Regions from separate parts of the Arachis hypogaea genome. Here region 2 is linked to region 1. Evidence: chromatin contacts called from public Hi-C data. All regions are on one chromosome and are shown on one strand. The core of a region is the stretch at or near the end of the contact, and the rest is flanking DNA. Distances in the headings are between cores, read along the strand shown.

Region 1 (5,043 bases), core at 361-2,860:
CTCCCTGTTACTATCATTTCTATGTGGAAATGTTGAACCCTAAACATACATTAGCATGTGCCCAAAATTTGGGCTATGCCTATATGTACGGTTTTAAAAGGTCAAGCACCCTATGATTTAATTTTCTGCCGTTCAAAGTCTTCGTTATGGATAATAATAATAATAATAATAATAATAATAATAATAATAATAATAATAATAATAATAATAATAATAATAACTTTTTGGCAAAAGACAAGGTGGTTTGTCTTTTCATTTTTTAAGCTAAGTTTTTGTATAGTAGATTTTATGGGAAACGCAAAGAAGAAAGTGAAATAGAGATTGAAGAAAAATGAGAGTGAGATACTGAGAAAAAAGCTGCAACGTCAAGTAAGAAAATATCTAGTTATTTCTTGAAAATATTATTTTATTCAATAATGCACGTTCCTCTGATTTTATTTTTGATTTTTTTTTTGGGAGGATACACTAATTTCTTCTTATTTTTGTTTGTGTTCCGCTTCTTGTTTCTATATATTTGTCGACTGGAATTCTAATTGGTTTTTTGGTCGTAGCTTTCTTAATTAAGATTATGTTTTGGTTGATCTAGTAATTAATTAAATAAATATTCGAAGTTTGAATCTTATAATTTATTTATAAGAATGGTAACAATACTTAAATTTGCGGAATAGGATTGTCTATCCGACCCGTTATGGATAGGGTAGAATATAGTGTAAATTTGCATGCGGTTCAAGGGTTTGTCGCTAGCCAATGGATTGCTACATATACAAGAGAAGATTCGAACCTCTAATACTTGCTTAAGTGGACTAGTGAGCTAACCACTAACCAACCTAACTTGGTTGGCACTCCTATTTATTTACTAACAATAAACATTTAAATAAAATTTAGGTCCACAGCCAAAAAATGATGTTTTGACGAATACCTGCTGGACACCCCCTGTTTCATATAAGGCTCACAGACCCATAAACCCTTTGTAAGCTTGTATTAAATCTGTAACCAATTTTCTTGGGCTTCATACAAATATGTAGAACCAACTTCTTGACCCAAAAACAGAGACTAACTTTACACACATATATTAAAAATACATATAATACCAAAAAAAAAACATTCTTATAACAAAGAATCGTTTGGGTTTAATATTATTTTAATTAATTTATTGAAAAGTCACCGTAAAGATATTGATAAAGAGTAAAAATTAAGATGAAGCAACACAAAGTTGTACAAATAATAATAAAGTTAAAATAAATAAATAAAGGCTAAAAAAACCAACTGTATCACTTTTTTTTTTTTGTTCGTGACTATCTATCTACTGTGGGAAAAAAAATTGGGCTCATATTAAATAAATTCTGATTCGGCATAATGAATATTTGCACGTTACGCAGTCCCTAGCTTTAAATTCAACTTAAATGTTACGAAATTCCAGGCCCCGTCCAAACACAGAAGAAAATGTTTTAAAAGTTTATTCTTGCTGGGCCAAACTAATTTATTGAGAAACAAAAATATGTCTTCTATCACCTTTCCAAAAGAAAATATATAGTTTTTTTATAGTATCAACTATCAATCCATATCTGCGAATGACTTTAACATGACCAAAAACCATAAAAAAAAATGCCATACCCGTTAAACACACCAACACACAACTTTTCTACTCAGGACTTTAGTTTTCCGAAATTGGGATGGTTGACTCCAATTTCAGGAGCTGAAGCTGTTTCCAAATCTAACATTGCTCAAAATGTATAGCCCAGGATTCAGCTTTATGATCAATGCTTGCATTTTGTTGTCATTGATGTCTTTAATTTCTTCCCTGGAACCCCAACTTGGATCCACCCGCGTTGTCTTTCAGGTTTTTTACTTCAAAAGTTACACTCTCTTTGACCTGCTATTCATAATTGCTTGAATCTATAGTGAAAGTTAAAGTCTTGAGCTGAGTTTCAATGTAAGGGCTGTTGATGTTGTAATCTGTGGATGCCCATGTTTGTGATTTAGCTGAAGTATATTAGTTATTTTGTTTATGTGTGAAAAATTGGAATCAAGTGGTTGATTAAGTGAGAAATTTATCCATCTTGATTGTGATGTTTGTATGCACATAACTTTGTTTGATAAATTGACATCAGCATCTTTGTTGTTGTTCATGGTGTATCACTTGAGTTCTGAATGCAGACAAATTATGGGGATATTGAATTTGGTTTCTTTCCCACTGTTGCACCCAAAACTGTTGATCACATCTTTAAGCTTGTCAGACTTGGAGGCTATAACACTAACCATTTCTTTCGGGTATGTTTCTCCGGGACGTAAGTAAGTAACATCAGGTATTTATGTAGTTGGTGGCTGCAGCATGTAAGTGATTGGTTTTTTTATTTTTGTTCTAAATTCAATGTTCAGGTGGATAAGGGGTTTGTGGCCCAAGTAGCAGATGTTATGGGTGGAAGATCTGCTCCAATGAATGAGGAACAAAGAAAAGAAGCTGAAAAGACTGTTGTTGGTGAATTTAGCGAAGTCAAACATGTTCGTGGTATTCTTTCTATGGGAAGGTTAAGTTTCTCTAGATGGAAGCTATTGGTTCTTTAGTTTTGTATGATGTTTCAAATACAACTGTGTGGAACGGAAGTGTTCATTTGTGATGTTACGACCGATGCAAGTTTCTTGAAGATGTTATCAATTGCAGGGACTGGGGAGCTTTTATACATTCGAGATTTCTTGTAGAAAATCTAGAGTCTAAAGTTTAAAAGATTTTTATAGGGAATAATCAGTTTGTTAGTTAGATAACGTACTCATCTTAATTGTATTGCTTATGTTCTAAAATTCTTACACCATTTACTCTTTTGGTTTTCAGTGACTGTTGGAAGCCTTGATGTATTTAAGATTGTTCTTACAGGTATGATGATCCAGACAGTGGTTCATCCTCATTCTCGATACTACTTGGAAATGCTCCTCATCTCGACGGCACGGTGGGATAGACATAGTGCCCTAACATCATTTCAAATGATTCAGTCAAATGTACTTCATTATGTACTGTATGCTGATATGAGCTCTTTTCAGTATGCAATATTTGGAAGAGTTACTAAAGGTGATGATACATTGAAAAAGCTTGAGCAGCTGCCTACCCGTAAAGAGGGTATATTTGTAATGGTAAGCTTAAAACACCTATCCATATTTTGCATTTTACCATTCTTTTAGTGTTAAATTGTGGATCATATGCATAAATTAGTTAATAAATTTACATGTGAGATGTTTATGGATTTTCATTGCAATATTTTTCTATTCATTTATTTGAAGAGAAGCTAGAGGCAGACCTTGACAGACTTATGAGACAAGAAACAGAGTGGTGTGGAGGCTAGGGATTTACGCATAGATATGTGTGTGTTTTTAGGAAAATTGTTCTATATAGTAAAATGTAGCTTAACTCTTCCCACTTTGTGTTTTGCTTCTCAAATGTTTACATAATTGGTATCAAGTCTGGATAAAAGAGAAGGGCTGTATTGGGCAGTCAACAACCATGGAAAACTTTGTTGAATCTTTATGACATGGTTGCTGTTTTTGTATAGTAATATCTAACATGTAGATTGGAATTCTTCACCTGCAATCTTTTATTGCCAAGGTCGAGTGTCGTTTTTGTAATAAATTAAGAAAATTCTGTTCAAATACCTGTCGTTCAAGTTTGTCTGAGGGTGAAATGTAATTTGAATGATAATTTTTTGGCTTTTCTGATCTATCTTAATGTTATCAGTTTATCGGTTTTTGTGATTGTTGTAGTCGGCATCAGAATGTTTTGCAATTTAACAGTCTCTAGCATACACTAATCCTCACTCTGAAATTGTTCTGAAGTGTTTCTGGACACATTGTTTTTGCATTTATTTCCTTCATCCCCTGCCTCAACATTTAATCCATCCTCAGAGAATTCATAATTATCCTTGGTTAATGTTTTCAACCAAATTTGATCCTACATCATTCCGATTCTTATTTTCTTTAAGTAATAATATGATTTTTTCCCCTTTTTCCCAGCCAACAGAACGCATCACGATTCTGTCATCGTATTACTATGGTAAGATTCTTTCAAACTTAAATGTTTTGTTTAGTTTCTTATTCTAGCATTATAACTTGCGATGTGCTACTTGATCCTCTAATTTTGTTGAAGCCTGCTGGTTTTCGAGCTCATTCTCTATTACCATCTTCTGAACCATGCTTCCTGTATTTTTAGACACGGAGACAGAAAATTGTGAGCAAGATAGAACGATATTGAAGCGCAGGTTAGCTGCGTCCGCTGTTGAAGTTGAAAAACAGGTAATTGATCTTGGTTTTCTTGAACACATTACACACCAGTATAATTATCTCTGTTCTGCTATTAACATGGGTTTTATTCGTCATTTTACAGAGGATGAAATGCTTCCCTTGATGAGAGCACAAGCAAGATAAATATAATGTAGTAATGAGTATCATTCATACTGCCCCTTTTTTTTATAAAAATTTATGAGCATTATGTTTATGTACCCTTTTTCTTAACGTCAAAGCAAAAATATTGGATTAGTGTGTTATTATGGTTTGTTTGATAGAAGATCCTGCAAGTATCTTCTGAGTGCTCAAAAATTTATTGACATAGCATAGAAATTTTTTTCAAAAATTTTTGCAAATAGTACAAGTTTATTGATATAGCATAGAAATTTTTGCACAAAGCAGAAAAATTTTGCCCATAGCACATAAATTTTTGTTGTGAATGTATTTTGTTAGTTGGGTGAATTAATGTTCTGTACATATGGTCCTTCAAAAATTTTTGTGCTGGACATAAAAATTTCTGTTGTGCATCAAAACTTTAGTGTTGTACACTAAATTTTTGTGTTATGTGTATTTTATTGGTTGATATTTGGATATATAATCCTTCAAAAATTTTTGTACAATGCACCAAAATTTTTATGCTATGTGCATTTTGCTGGTTGGTGTCAATATTCTGGGATCAGTTCTTTAAACATTTCTGTGTTGTGAGTTAAAATTTCTATGCTATAGTTTGTTTACATGTATAGGAGAACATGTAAAAAAGTCTACAATGAGAAG
Region 2 (4,757 bases), core at 492-2,991, 450 kb before region 1:
CCAACTCAGGCAGGTATTTCATGTAAGACCAGTTGTTCTCTGCCTGGCACGAGCTAGGAAACAATCTCGAAACCACACAGGAACGACCTTCGAACATGTCTCTCTCTCTAACTCTCCGCAGAAAGCAACAACAAATGGGCACTTCACGAAGAAAGCCTCAATCCAGAAATGACAAATTCCCAGCAAATTCAAGAATCTGTCCAACAAAATAGAAGAAATTCAATTCATTAGTTTCAAATTTTGATTCTTGTTTGCAGAAACAAAATCAACACCCAGAAATAAATCAAGCAAAAAAAAAAAATACATGATTCGGATTGAAATCCAATCAGCTAAGCACTCAGATAGACTCCAAATAATCATTTATTGGAGAAAAAATACGAGAGATTGCAGGACATGAAGCTAAAGAACAGAAACAACACACAAAGTTCAATTGAACATACCAATAACACCCTCCAAAGCAGAACCGGAAATTTCAAAATTTGAATAAAATCCATTAATCATGATGCCCATGTCCCAAATGATTCGACAAACCGAAAACAAAATTAACCAAAAGATCATTCAAATAAAAACGCAAGAGCCTTACAAGGTTGGATAAAAAAAAATAGGAACAAAAAAAAATCCCCAAAAGATTAATATTTGATGGCCAAATTTTCAAATTGAATCAAAAAATAATCTTCCAAACACTTTCTTCACTCACCATAATCAGCAACTCAATCTCACTACTATAGTATTCCATGGAGTCCTCACAGAAAGGAACCACTCTATGAAGGTTGTCTGGAACGAGTGCCTTCACAGGCACGGAAGGAGAATGCAAGAACGAAGAAAATAATCATAAATAGAACCAAGCCATCTTTTATGATAGGTAGGTAGGAACTGAACATAGGAACAAGCCTCAAACAGAAGCATCTACTACGACAAATAGCTCTATTTATTAATACAAATATATATCTTAATGATAAGTAGAAAAAAATAATCATAAATATCATTATACCATATAATAACACAATTAGAGAGAATAATCACAAATAGAACCAAGCCATCTTATATACATACCCGCACAATTTTTTCTATTAAAAAAAAATAATTAAACTATGCATTCATAGTTATCTCGTTTGAGAAATAAGCCAATTTTCCTGTTCAGGATCCATGATAGATAGGGCTTGCTTTACGGATCAAACAATGCAGGAAACAAAGTAGAATGATCAATTCATAAACTACAAGAGAATTATCAATTCAAATCAACTATAGAAATTAGAAGAAGGCAAGCAAACGGTGGTGATAGACCCGGTCATTTGATTTCTTTTCTTTTTTTTCTTTCTCTCTCTCATTCAGACACCAAAAACGAAACCAGAGAAATTAGAAACTACTCAAACAAGTAACAAGATTACAAGACAACAAGTGAATCTGTGAATAACATACATACCCAGCATTAAAGAAAAGAAGAAGAGAGAAGCGAGTAAGCTGAGCAGAACACAGAGAGACAGAAGCACAGAAGAAGAAGAAGAAGAAGAGAAGAAGCGTTTCTTTTGTTGTGATTTTGGAGCAAAATCTGATAGAGGGGGACCTTCACTTCCATGCCCTTATCTCTCTTAAATCACAACCTTAATACCCAATTAAATAATTAAAAAATAATTATTATTTTAGAAATTGTAATTTTGTAATAGTAACTTCCATATTTTTAAAAATACTAAAGGAATCTTTTTATTTTTGGAAAGGAGGATATGTGGCGGTGGTGGAGGACGGTTGCGAAAGGTGGTAGGTGGGCCCAAAAGATGTTCGCCGCGCTGCTCGCAGTTAACAGAACCGGTAACCGGGAAATGCCGGTGGACCAACGTGTTTAGTAGAGAGAAACAGATAGACACGAAACAAGAGGGAGAGGGAGAGAGACTGTTACGTTTCTGCGCCGTTCGATTTTGATTCCAAAATATCGGCTAGTCAATTTCTCGTGTGAATTTGAAGAACGGGGAGAAGGATACCTGCAACGCAGCGTATAATGACGTGGCGCGTCCGGATTGGTTGATTGTGAAAAAGTGTTTGTTGAAAATCGCTCTCCGAATTTTGACTGGTCAAACTTGAGTGTTAAATTATAATTATATGATTTTTCAGTTTTAACAGTAAATTAACAAAAAATAACAATCAATCAATAAAGTAACTCATGAATTAACTATAAATAGAGAAAAATTAATTCTATAACAAAATTATTTAACATAATAATCTTCTTTTCTTATTTACTGGTTTTCTTATTTTTTGTTGTTTAAAATCTTTTTTTTTCTTTTACTCCCGTGACATTATTGTTTAAGTATAGAGGATGATAATGATTTAGAATTGGGTTATGCTACACATTCAAGTATTTTTTTTATCTAAGTTTTATTTAAATAGATTTAACACAAACAAAAATTACTCTCATTAAAAGAGCGTCATTACACGCATTTTCCGCGCTGCTTTTTCCTCTTTTCTCAAATACACGTATACGTCATCTTCTTTTTCTTTCAAATTCACGTATACCTCTTCCTGCTCCTCCTTCTTCTTCGTGCACGCAGATTCTTCTTCTTCTCCTTCTCTTTCTCCTTCTCCTTTTTCTTCTTCTCCTCTTCTCTGCTTTTCCTCCTCCTCTTTCTCTACTTCTCCTTCTCCTTCTCCTCTTTCTCCTTCTCCTTTTTCTTCTTCTCCTCTTTTGTTATCGTCAACAATACCAACAACACCAATATTTTGCTGATGGATTATTTTTTTCAATCGAATTGAATGGAATGCAATTGCTAAATTGAATTGAATTGAATTGAATAAGCGCAGGTATTCTGAGTCTGAATTGAATTGATAATATCTAAATTGTAGACAGAGGTGTTTCGAATTTGATTTTATATAATAGATTATGTTTTGTTCATCCAGTACTATACAATTGTTTAACCATGAATACGCGTTCGGCTCATTATGCAGAAAGCTGTTTGAATTTGATTTTATATAATGGATTATGTTTCGTTCAACCAGTACTATACAATTGTTTCACCATGAGTACGTGTTCGGTTCATTATGCAGAAAGCTGTTCGAATTTGAATTTATATAATGGATAATGTTCCATTCATTTAGTACTATACAATTGTTTCACCATAATAACATGTTCGATTTATTTCTGTTCTGCACAATTTAAAATTCTTCCTTCTCACCTTCTACTGCTTCTTCACCAGGACAATTAAGTTACAAAAAATATCATTATAAGATAAATTATTCATGCTTCAAATCAATAAAAGAATCAATTTATCAGATATACATAAATAATTTTCAAAGACTTCTACATAATAAAATAATTTTAAAAAATAAAATTTTGATTTAAAATTTTTTGAAAATCAATTAAATGTTTACTCTTTTATAATAAATTTCATGAATTAAAATAAAATACTTAGAAATTTTTATAATAAATATGAAGAAATGAAATAAAACAAAATGAAATATTAGTTTGGAGTAAAAGATAACAAACTTATTTTTTTTTTACTAATTCTAACACAATTAGTATATCTAAATCTTATTCAATTTAGAATAATGGAATTTAAAAAGAAGATTAAAATATAGAAAAAATTTTATAACATAAATTAAATATGTTCTAAAAATATTTAAAAAGAAAAAAAAACTTCTCTATGAATGAGAGGTTGATATTGGTATACCTCTGCAAATAAACAAAGAAATTAAGTTCAAATCTTCTTTTTGTAAATTCACTTTCAAAGAACACCCCCAGTTGACTTGTGGGCATTTAGAATTTTCTATTCTCTCTCTTCTTAATTTAACATGTGTCTTTGATGTTAATTTCAACCTTCACTTATTAATTTTTCTAATAGCTCTTATATTAGTGCCATTTTTGTTGTAGTTCGTTGGATAACAGAGGTTTGTTTTTTTTTTTTTTTTACTTTTAGATGAATTTTTTCTTTCAGATTAAGGGTTACTGTGGAGAGGTGCAGCAATCCTGAAATTTGTGAATAATTGACGTTGGGATTTTTTGCTAGTAAAGAATTTTAAAAAAATAGTCGCATTATAGATATAGATTCTAAACCAACAGAAATCCCTTCGTGCAAACGTTTTGGTTGTCACAAGTAACAAACCCCTTAAAATTGATAACCGAGTATTAAACCTCGGGTCGTCTTCTCAAGGAATTGCAGGGAGGTATGTTCTTATTATTGGCTATGAAAAAGGTAAAATTGGGGTTTTGAGAATGAGGAATAAATATGACAAATAATTTAAATGACAATTAAAATAAATAAATACTGTAAAGCAAACCCTTTGGCAAGGTATGAGAAATTGGAAATCCAGACTTAGTTATTCTTATCAATAATAATGAAAGTTGAATCTTAATTCCACTTAGTCAACCTTTGCTAAAGCAAAGGAAAGTCAAGGGACTAATTAGTTGACCTTCGAATCCTATTTATTTCCTAAGAAAAGGTTGGGATTATTGAAGTTCAGTTCAATTAGCAAAGATAACAGTTATCAATTATGTTGAGTTAAGATAACTCCTGAGTTACTGATTTCTCAACCAAGACCAAAAGGAAAAGAAATTAAATCTGCTGGAATAAAAATTGTCTTCAGATTGGGGATAATAAAAAGGAACAATCATAAACTGAAATACCTCAAATATCATTAAATAAGAAAATCATCATGAAAGTGGCATAGGCCAAATAGGCAACATAACTAATACAAGCAAGCATTCAAATGTCTGAAAATAAGAAATAACATAGAGTAAAAGAACATTGAACCTGGGATCGAGAGTTACTCAA

Evidence for each region. Hi-C and Micro-C count contacts between places; a contact is called where the count stands out from the background.
Region 2: a Hi-C map of an unstated tissue shows a contact between it and region 1, with 3 times the contacts expected there. The contact joins the promoter of LOC112801530 here to the promoter of LOC112801529 in region 1. A contact is called at or near these places in 2 of 8 Hi-C or Micro-C datasets (leaf and an unstated tissue).

The regions. Positions count from the first base shown.
Region 1 is chr5:43,433,834-43,438,876 of arahy.Tifrunner.gnm2.J5K5, reverse strand. It overlaps LOC112801529 (peptidyl-prolyl cis-trans isomerase CYP23), which reads left to right and starts at 1,610. Exons shown (of 8, transcript XM_025844318.3): 1 at 1,610-1,840; 2 at 2,158-2,271; 3 at 2,380-2,528; 4 at 2,873-2,945; 5 at 3,037-3,126; 6 at 4,000-4,039; 7 at 4,196-4,278; 8 at 4,370-4,529. The coding sequence starts at 1,730. The coding sequence ends at 4,390.
Region 2 is chr5:43,885,001-43,889,757 of arahy.Tifrunner.gnm2.J5K5, reverse strand. LOC112801530 (F-box/kelch-repeat protein SKIP11) reads right to left here and starts at 1,741. Exons shown (of 2, transcript XM_025844319.3): 1 at 1,424-1,741; 2 at 1-196. The coding sequence starts at 97.